Regions from separate parts of the Sus scrofa genome. Here region 2 is linked to region 1. The links are chromatin contacts, called in public HiChIP or PLAC-seq maps. All regions are on one chromosome and are shown on one strand. Each heading gives the region's core, a stretch centred on a gene start, on an enhancer-like site or on the middle of the called end of the contact. The rest is flanking DNA. Distances are from core to core; before and after follow the strand shown.

Region 1 (3,762 bases), core at 1,018-3,517:
CAAGCACGCAGCTGCTGGGCATGTAAATTGGAGTAACATTTAAGAGACCACGTGCAATTCCTGGACAAAGACGTATTCATTTATGTCCCGATGTCCATGGGGGCATAAACGGTGTCATGTGAAAATCATTCACTTAAAATTGGTCTGTAATAGCAAAATCTTGGAAATTATCTAAATATTGGCCACAACCTAAATATCAGAAAAAGCTAGAATACCGAATAAACTGTACTATAGTCTTACTGAAAGTGAACACTGAAAGAGCACACTGAACAGAAGAAAACGAAGTTGCAGAAGGTGATACACTATATACTTTTTAATACAAACTTGTCAAACCTGCAAAACTATAACATATGCTGTGTATAGATACAGGCATAAGGTCAGCCTAAAATAACATGAATAGAAATTATAAGCAATTTCAAAATAGGGAGGAGAGATGGTATGTTGGGGAGCATTAGTCATTCCACAATTCATATCTGTTAATTCTACTATAGGTAATAAAGCCTAAGAAATAACACTGTTGAATAATGCAAAGCTACTCTGCATTAACACTTACCTAATAGAGCTTGTTACAGTCATGATAATTAGAAGCAGTTCCATATATTCAAAATAGCTAAATATGGTATGACTACATATGAGATGTTAGGATCATGAGATAACAAGAAACATAGTAGTTAGTGTGGAGTCTGGCACTTGATCAATACTAGCTATCATCACCATCACTATTCTGCCACTACTACCATTAGTTTAGTAAAAGAAGCAGCATGCAAACTAAGCTGATGTGCAGAAGCATGGGGTGAAACAATGCTAGCTGGAAAAAGCAGAATACTAAAAGCACGTGTACACACATGAATTAAAGTCCCATAAAATATATTCACATCCATTAATAGTGATTTTAAAATAATTTGGAATCTTGGTAAAATTGAATGCTTATTACTCTTAATTTGCATATTGAAAATAAATGATGTTCTTACTAAAATTTCTCAAAACCCTACATCATTTGTTTCTAGTTTGTTTGTTTGCCTATTTTTGCCTTTTAGGGCTGCGCCCATGACATATGGAAATTCCCGGGCTAGAGGCTAAATTGGAGCTACAGCTGCCAGCTTACACCACAGCCACAGCAACACAGGATCTGAGCCGCATCTGTGACCCACACCACAATTCACGGCAATGCCAGATCCCCGACCCACTGAGGGAGGCCCGGGATGGAACCTGCATCCTCATGGGTACTAGTTGGATTTGTTTCCCGTGCACCACAACGGGAACTCCTGTTTCTAGTTTACTTTGATAATAGACATCAGCATGTTAAGCACCATTTAAGAAAAGTCAACTGTGACAATTTGTCTCATAGAAGAAAATCTCCTTCATAAATGATGCCAGGTCCCTAAAATCATTAACCCCTGAAAAGAAAAATAATTTAACATTTGCTGCTATGACATAACTGTTTACTTGATAACTGCATTACCTTTATCACACATTTTATAGTTAATATGACTTGGTCTGCTAAAGGAAATGTTTGTAAAAGCATTTGGAGAATCCAATGACTAAGTAAAACTATTACGTGCTTATAACTTTAATTTTTATTAGGGCAATTTTATCCACTGATAAAGTCAGGAAGGGAAAGAGATTATCCTTTGTTTGCTACCTTCATCATAGCACTGAATGAAATCTGACTTACATCTTTAAACAAAGACCTGACCTTTAGTTGTTTTTATCATGGTCAAGAACACAGCAAGTGCAGTAGGAAGTCTAGATCATACGCCAAGAGGGGAGAGAAGGTAGTTTTCTGCCTTCAGTTCCTGAATCCTCTGTAGGGCTTACACTGGGACCAGTGAATATGGGTTATTGAGAGCCATCGGCACTTGTGTTAGGTAGAAAGAGACTTAGTCTCCTCTTCTCTGATCATGATATACTAGGTCATAAGGAACTGTGTCTATGTTCTGCATCTCTTTTAAATAGTTTCCTTGATGCTCCTTCTGTATCATCTGTCTCAGTGATTTGTTGGCATATGTAGCCAGCACAGTACTGGGCATGAAATGGTTATATGAGCATGTCGCTGAGCTAGCAGGGCTGGTGATCATTGCTCATCCAGGAAGTGTCATGGCACTGTGTACTGGAGGTATCTCCTCCCACCCCAGCCTGGACCCAGGTCAAGAAGTAGCTTTCCTTTATAAGGGAGAGAAATACAATCCTCCCCATTGCCTAAGAGTAGAGACAGCAGCTAGCAGAGGGAACACAGATGGGGACAGATGGCATGGACTGGAGAGACATCTCCAGAGCCAAAGGACACATGCCATTTCTGGATTACCATTTTACATGTCCCCCCATATAGGGATCAGAAATACTGAGCTGTCCAAGGCACACACAGCTGCAACTAGAGAGGTCTGAGAAAGACAGCTATGGAGGCCAAACGAAGTAACATGAGTACCAAGGATACACATCATTGACATAGCTCACTAAGTCACTCGAGAAAGGACACACCAACCATATTTTTGTTTGCTTGTTTGTTACACCAATTATATTTCGAAGGTGTTCTCAGCTTCAGCTTTCAAAGATCAATCGATGGAAAAAAAGATCTTAAGATACAAAAACTTAGTGAAAGAGTTAGGGCCTTATAATCTCTTGCCGCTCACATGCTCTGCCTCATTTCTGGGGATTTGAAATTACAAGGACTTTAATCACCTCTAAACTAAGCAGAGCTACGCAAAGCTTAGTTTGCTCATGTAAACTTAAACTTGCTCCTGTAAGACCACAAAGAAGCTAAAGTTACAAACTAAGGATTAACCAGTGAAGTAATTTCTATAGTGAATTAGCTTGGTCATGAACCATACAGTGAAATGGAAAAAGGATAATCAATGCACATTAATTATTAATTCTCTATATGCCTGAAATATTCCAAATGGGGTTGATTTCATGAGAATAATAGAATCCCTTCAAAGAATTTTTACAAGAGGTTGCAGGATGGTCTTTCATTTACCTAGTGAGTCCTCTAAGGTATTCTCACCTCAAAGTAGTTAGGCCAATATAAATGGAGTTAATGAGCAAATATTATCTAAAAATGTCCCTCGAATCCTACGTTTTTTTCAGTGCATTTGTTTGGTGAGTATTTTGTTGTTGTTGTTGCTTTTTTAGGGCTGCACCAGTGGAATATGGAAGTTCCCAGGCTAGAGGTCAAATCAGAGCTGCAGCTGCTGGCCTACACCACAGTCACAGCAGGCCAGGATCTGAACCGCATCTGTGACCTACACAACAGCTCACAGGAATGACCCTGACCCACTGAGTGAGGCCAGGGATTGAATCTGTGACCTCATGGACGACAGTCAGGTTTGTTACAGCTGAGCCACAATGGGAACTCCTGGCGAGTATATTTCGACACTGAATTTTTATTAATTCATAGTAAACACGATTTCTAATAAAAATTTGAATTAGTTGTCTGTAAGTTGTATACACAAATATTTCAGTGAAAAAGGTACAAAAGTTGCTTGAATTTGGAAAGGAAAGCATAATAATTAAAATAATTTTCCAGAAAAAAAATGAAGGTGGAATAAGTTTTAAACAGGTGTTTTTATTTCTTGTAGAAATAAACTGTAGTCTCTTACTACAAATGAGACACTAAGTAATTACTCAATACTTCACTTGATTTGCCTTTAAAAATAAAGCCACAATTATAACCTGCAATTAAAACCAGAGACCAAAATTCTTTTAAATCTTGCCTAAATTGGACTCCAGAAAGTTTGGAAAACATTTTGTCTTAGAGCTGGAAAA
Region 2 (3,934 bases), core at 1,281-3,780, 66 kb before region 1:
TTTTTTCCCCCACCCTATCTGCATTTTTTAATGCAAATTCAAAGTATTCCTCTTTCATATGTTTACTAAGCAGGACTGTCAGGGCAAAATAATTTTGGAGGCAACTAAGCTGATTCTATTTTAGCTTTCATCAGCTTAGCTCCCTAAACAATATTTAGCCGAATAAAAATCCATTTTCTTCTTAACAGCTATTATGTCATTGAGCAAGCTTATTACAGAGTTCAGTAATACAGCTAATACACTTATCTAGAAAAGGCTTGCTTAAGACACTTGAAAACTGACATCATCAGAAAAAAAGTCCCCAACGTTAAAGTTGGAAACCAAGTCAAAGTTCCAAAAAGTGTACATTAGTTTCTAGTCCCTTGCAAGTTTCCAGCATGTGGATTTTGCCACCAAATTAATAGAGAAAAACTTCCGATTTATCCATAATTCACTTTCTGCTCCACTGGGGTGTCAATTTTAGAAAAGGAATCCTGAGGACACCTCCGTCAAGTTCTCATTACAGTGCACTTGTCATTACAGGGCAAGAAAAATAACCACACTGTTTTATCTTGCAGGGCACGCCTGCAGGAACTATTTGCAAACAAACAGTACATTTTTGTTTACCTTACTTTGGCTGTTAAAACATGAACATCCGGGAAAATACTGGTGACATGGTTTTTAAAACTCACTTTTATCTAGGTTTTTCCAATCTTATAGATAAACCATATTTTTTATTATTTGACTTTCATAATCACTTTTACGACTAAAACCCTCTATATAGTTTCCTTAAAGGAAGCATTTATATGGGATCAAATGCCACTGCACGAAGAGCAGCCGCAGTTAAAACAGGATAATCACATTGGCAAAAGTGATTTTAAAAATCCTAAAACGTGACCTTGGGCAACTCGGATTTCTTCCAAGCCTCAGTTTTCCTGCCGTGAAACTGGAGGGCTGGACTCGGTCACCACGAGGTGACTTCCAGCTTCAACATTCCTGGATATCTTATTCACGTATTCGTTCACCAGCAAGCAGTGTTCTTTTTAACAAGCCCTTTGCTTAAATTTACCTTTTTTCTGCCTTGGTAAAACTCCTCCAGCCACCCTCTGCAATCCACATTATAATCATTAACGAACAAAACAGAGCCTTGCGCTCAATCATTCTTACAGATCTGCTTTTTTTTTTTTTAGGGTGTCATTTGTGTAATAAACCTATCTGGAATTATTCATGGAGAAATAATATCCTTAACGTTTATGTCCATGTACTATAAAGTACTTATTGATAGAAAGTCCTTGCCTAGATCTGAACTCCAGAAGATAGGGCTCCTAAGATGCATTTTGAAAAGGCTTCTAGCCTATGGACATCCTTGCCACAGCTTCCCCAAAATTGCTAGGAAGCTGATTCAGCTTTATTTTAAACCTGCTCAATGCCGTCTTCAGTTTCTGCATTTCTTCAAGTGTCAAGGCTACTTTCTTACATTGACTTTCTTTCGAGGAAGGAAACAACTGACCAGACGAAGCATAAAAGATAAGACGGTGGGCATAAATATCAGTAAAAGAGGCAAGAGAATATTTGCATTTCTGTGGTCTTAGGAAAGAACATTTTGTCCAACGGACCCGACACAGCTTGCAGCCTATTACCGAAAGATGCCAAGTGGTGGCCAAGTTAACATGGTTTTATACCACGCAGAAAACACAGACCAGAAAAAAAGACCCGAAGAGGAAAGAATACTACCTTTGCAGAGGCATGATTTCGCAAGCCATCCTTGTCTGGCAGTTTGCAAGGGACTCTCACAACTGTCTCTTCCGCGCCAAAGTTGGTCTGGACGGGTGAGCGGCTGCTCGGCGGCTCACCGTGGCTGAGCTGGGCTTGGGGCGTGAGGCGGCACCTCACCGCTGCCGCTGCCACCGCCACCGCCGCGGGGGGGGGAAGCAACTTGGGCTGCCGTCAGCCAGCGTCCTGCGGCTCTCAGCCTGCAAACTTGAGCAGTGCGATTCGATCGCAGCCTCTTGACTTTAACACCGCAGTCCACTTTGACCTTTGTTCCAGGGAAGCAGCTGAACCAGCCAGCCAATCAGAGCCGCAGCTGCTTGCAGGGCTTAAAGGCGCTGCTGCTTTGGCCTCTGCGGCTGGGCTGCCGCTCCTCCTCCGGCTCCTCGGGAGGCTTGCCTAAATCTGGTAACTCGAAACTCTCTGCCGAGCTGGTCCCCAGACAAGCCTGTCCGTCCGGAGAAAGCAACCAATAACTGCAGCAAGAGCACAGAGTCCCTTGACTTCCTAACATTACTGAGACAGCCAACAAGGAAATCCATTTGTCCGGGAGAGACTCTGCCTCTGAAACTAAAGGTTTCTGTGACAGAAGGCAAGTTACCCGGCCCCCTTACGTCCTGAAAAAAAGAAAAATTAAAAAAAAAAAAAAATCAAACAACCCACTAGCATGGGAAGGCGTGATACTTTTCTAGAAGGAAGGCATGCTTCTAGAACCCTGCCCTACCCATATTTATTTCCTGCTGATGTTTGTTTACATTGTGGGGGTTACTAGTCACTGGTGACATCTCCCAAGGCACGTAGCAGCTCTCATTTCTGGGGAGAAAACACGTCCCAAGACTGCCCATGGTCTCAAGGGATCCAAGAAGCCACTCCCACGGAAGCTATTTCGACGTACAATTTTGGCATTTCATCCCTATAAACTTGAATGTGTTTGTAGAGTAATTTTCCTCTAAGAACACCCACAGCACTTTTTTTTTTTTTTTTGGTTGGTTGGTTCTTCATTTAATTTATCGATTTTTTTTTTTAAGGTAACAATAAATCAGTGTCTCCTAAGGTCTGCCACAGGCCTGTTAACTAAGCTTCCCCTTAGGGGCCTCCTCAGCGAGGAACACCACGCTTTATTTTGGGAACATCATTGTTAATCTGTAGATGAACAGAATAGGAGAAATATATTTTAATAAGAGTTCTTTCATAGCCCAGGACTTGCCGGGAGCTACAACAAAGCCCAGAGCATTACGGTTGGCAGAAGAAAGGGCAGAGAGCCAAGACCAAGATGTTCAGAAACGGGGTTGGGGGGGGTGCAAGACGACCAAAACGGTGTCCTCTTCTCTGTACTTTTTCCCAGATTTTTTTTTTTACAGACCAGTCATCATTCTGAATTTAGAACACAAAGCCCATTGCAAGCGTCTACTTTCTGTTGCTATATCTGCTAGTAAAAACATTTCATTGTCTGACTAAATCCTCTATCACATTTATGAAATGGATTAGTCACCCTGAAATGTAGGTTCAGACCTCGTGATAGCATATCAATAACTAAAATCAGCCTTTTAAAACAACGGAAGTTGACTTAAGTCCAGAATTTACTTCAATCAAAGTTGTCCTCAGAGTCTGTTTTGATTCGACATTTAGAAACTCCAATAATAATAAATCCGTTCTCTGTATTTGCTTAAGGTTTTATCTTTCAAAAATGTATCTTTATATCTTGCTTAATACTTCAGTTAACTTCTTGAGTTAGGAAATCACTATTATTTATCACAATATTTTATTGATGAGTAAACTTGATACTAGAAAATTAGGTAATTTGTTCAAATTCATATGGGAAGTTAGTGGCAGAATAGAAATGGGATTCAGAATTTCTCAAGTCTGCCCCAGAACTCTGCTACAAGGCATACTGCTTACTCTATTCTACATGAGTTTTTAAAATATTTCATAACAAACATTTTTAGAAATGGTTAAAACTCAAATGACAGAACAATATTTTGTCTAATTTGGTGGACACATCAATACTATATGGCTAACACAGATATATGAGTTCAATAATAAAGGACCCATCCAATCTCTTGGGCTAGACCATGATGGAAGTTACTATAAGAAGAGGAATGTGTGTATATATAGTGGTGTGTATATATTGTCATATACGTGTGATCGGGTTATTTTGCTGCACAGCAGAAATTGGCACATCATT

Evidence for each region. HiChIP or PLAC-seq counts read pairs in DNA pulled down with a chosen protein or histone mark.
Region 2: a contact with region 1 is called in an H3K27ac HiChIP or PLAC-seq map of skeletal muscle. The contact joins two enhancer-like sites. A contact is called at or near these places in 5 of 47 Hi-C or Micro-C datasets (liver, psoas muscle and skeletal muscle) and 1 of 2 datasets of contacts at active chromatin or transcription factors (skeletal muscle).

Annotation. Positions count from the first base shown.
Region 1 is chr8:130,153,641-130,157,402 of Sscrofa11.1, reverse strand. The region is part of intron 7 of FAM13A (protein FAM13A); the gene reads right to left. Among named protein-coding and RNA genes, the nearest start is that of FAM13A, 130 kb to the right of the region's middle. Within about 2 kb of position 2,267, at least 4 of the 83 cell types and tissues checked have an H3K27ac peak or open chromatin away from gene starts, as enhancers often do. A contact at or near this core is called in skeletal muscle, where this site is marked.
Region 2 is chr8:130,219,812-130,223,745 of Sscrofa11.1, reverse strand. All of the region lies in intron 8 of FAM13A (protein FAM13A), which reads right to left. Among named protein-coding and RNA genes, the nearest start is that of NAP1L5, 140 kb to the left of the region's middle. Within about 2 kb of position 2,530, at least 67 of the 83 cell types and tissues checked have an H3K27ac peak or open chromatin away from gene starts, as enhancers often do. A contact at or near this core is called in skeletal muscle, where this site is marked.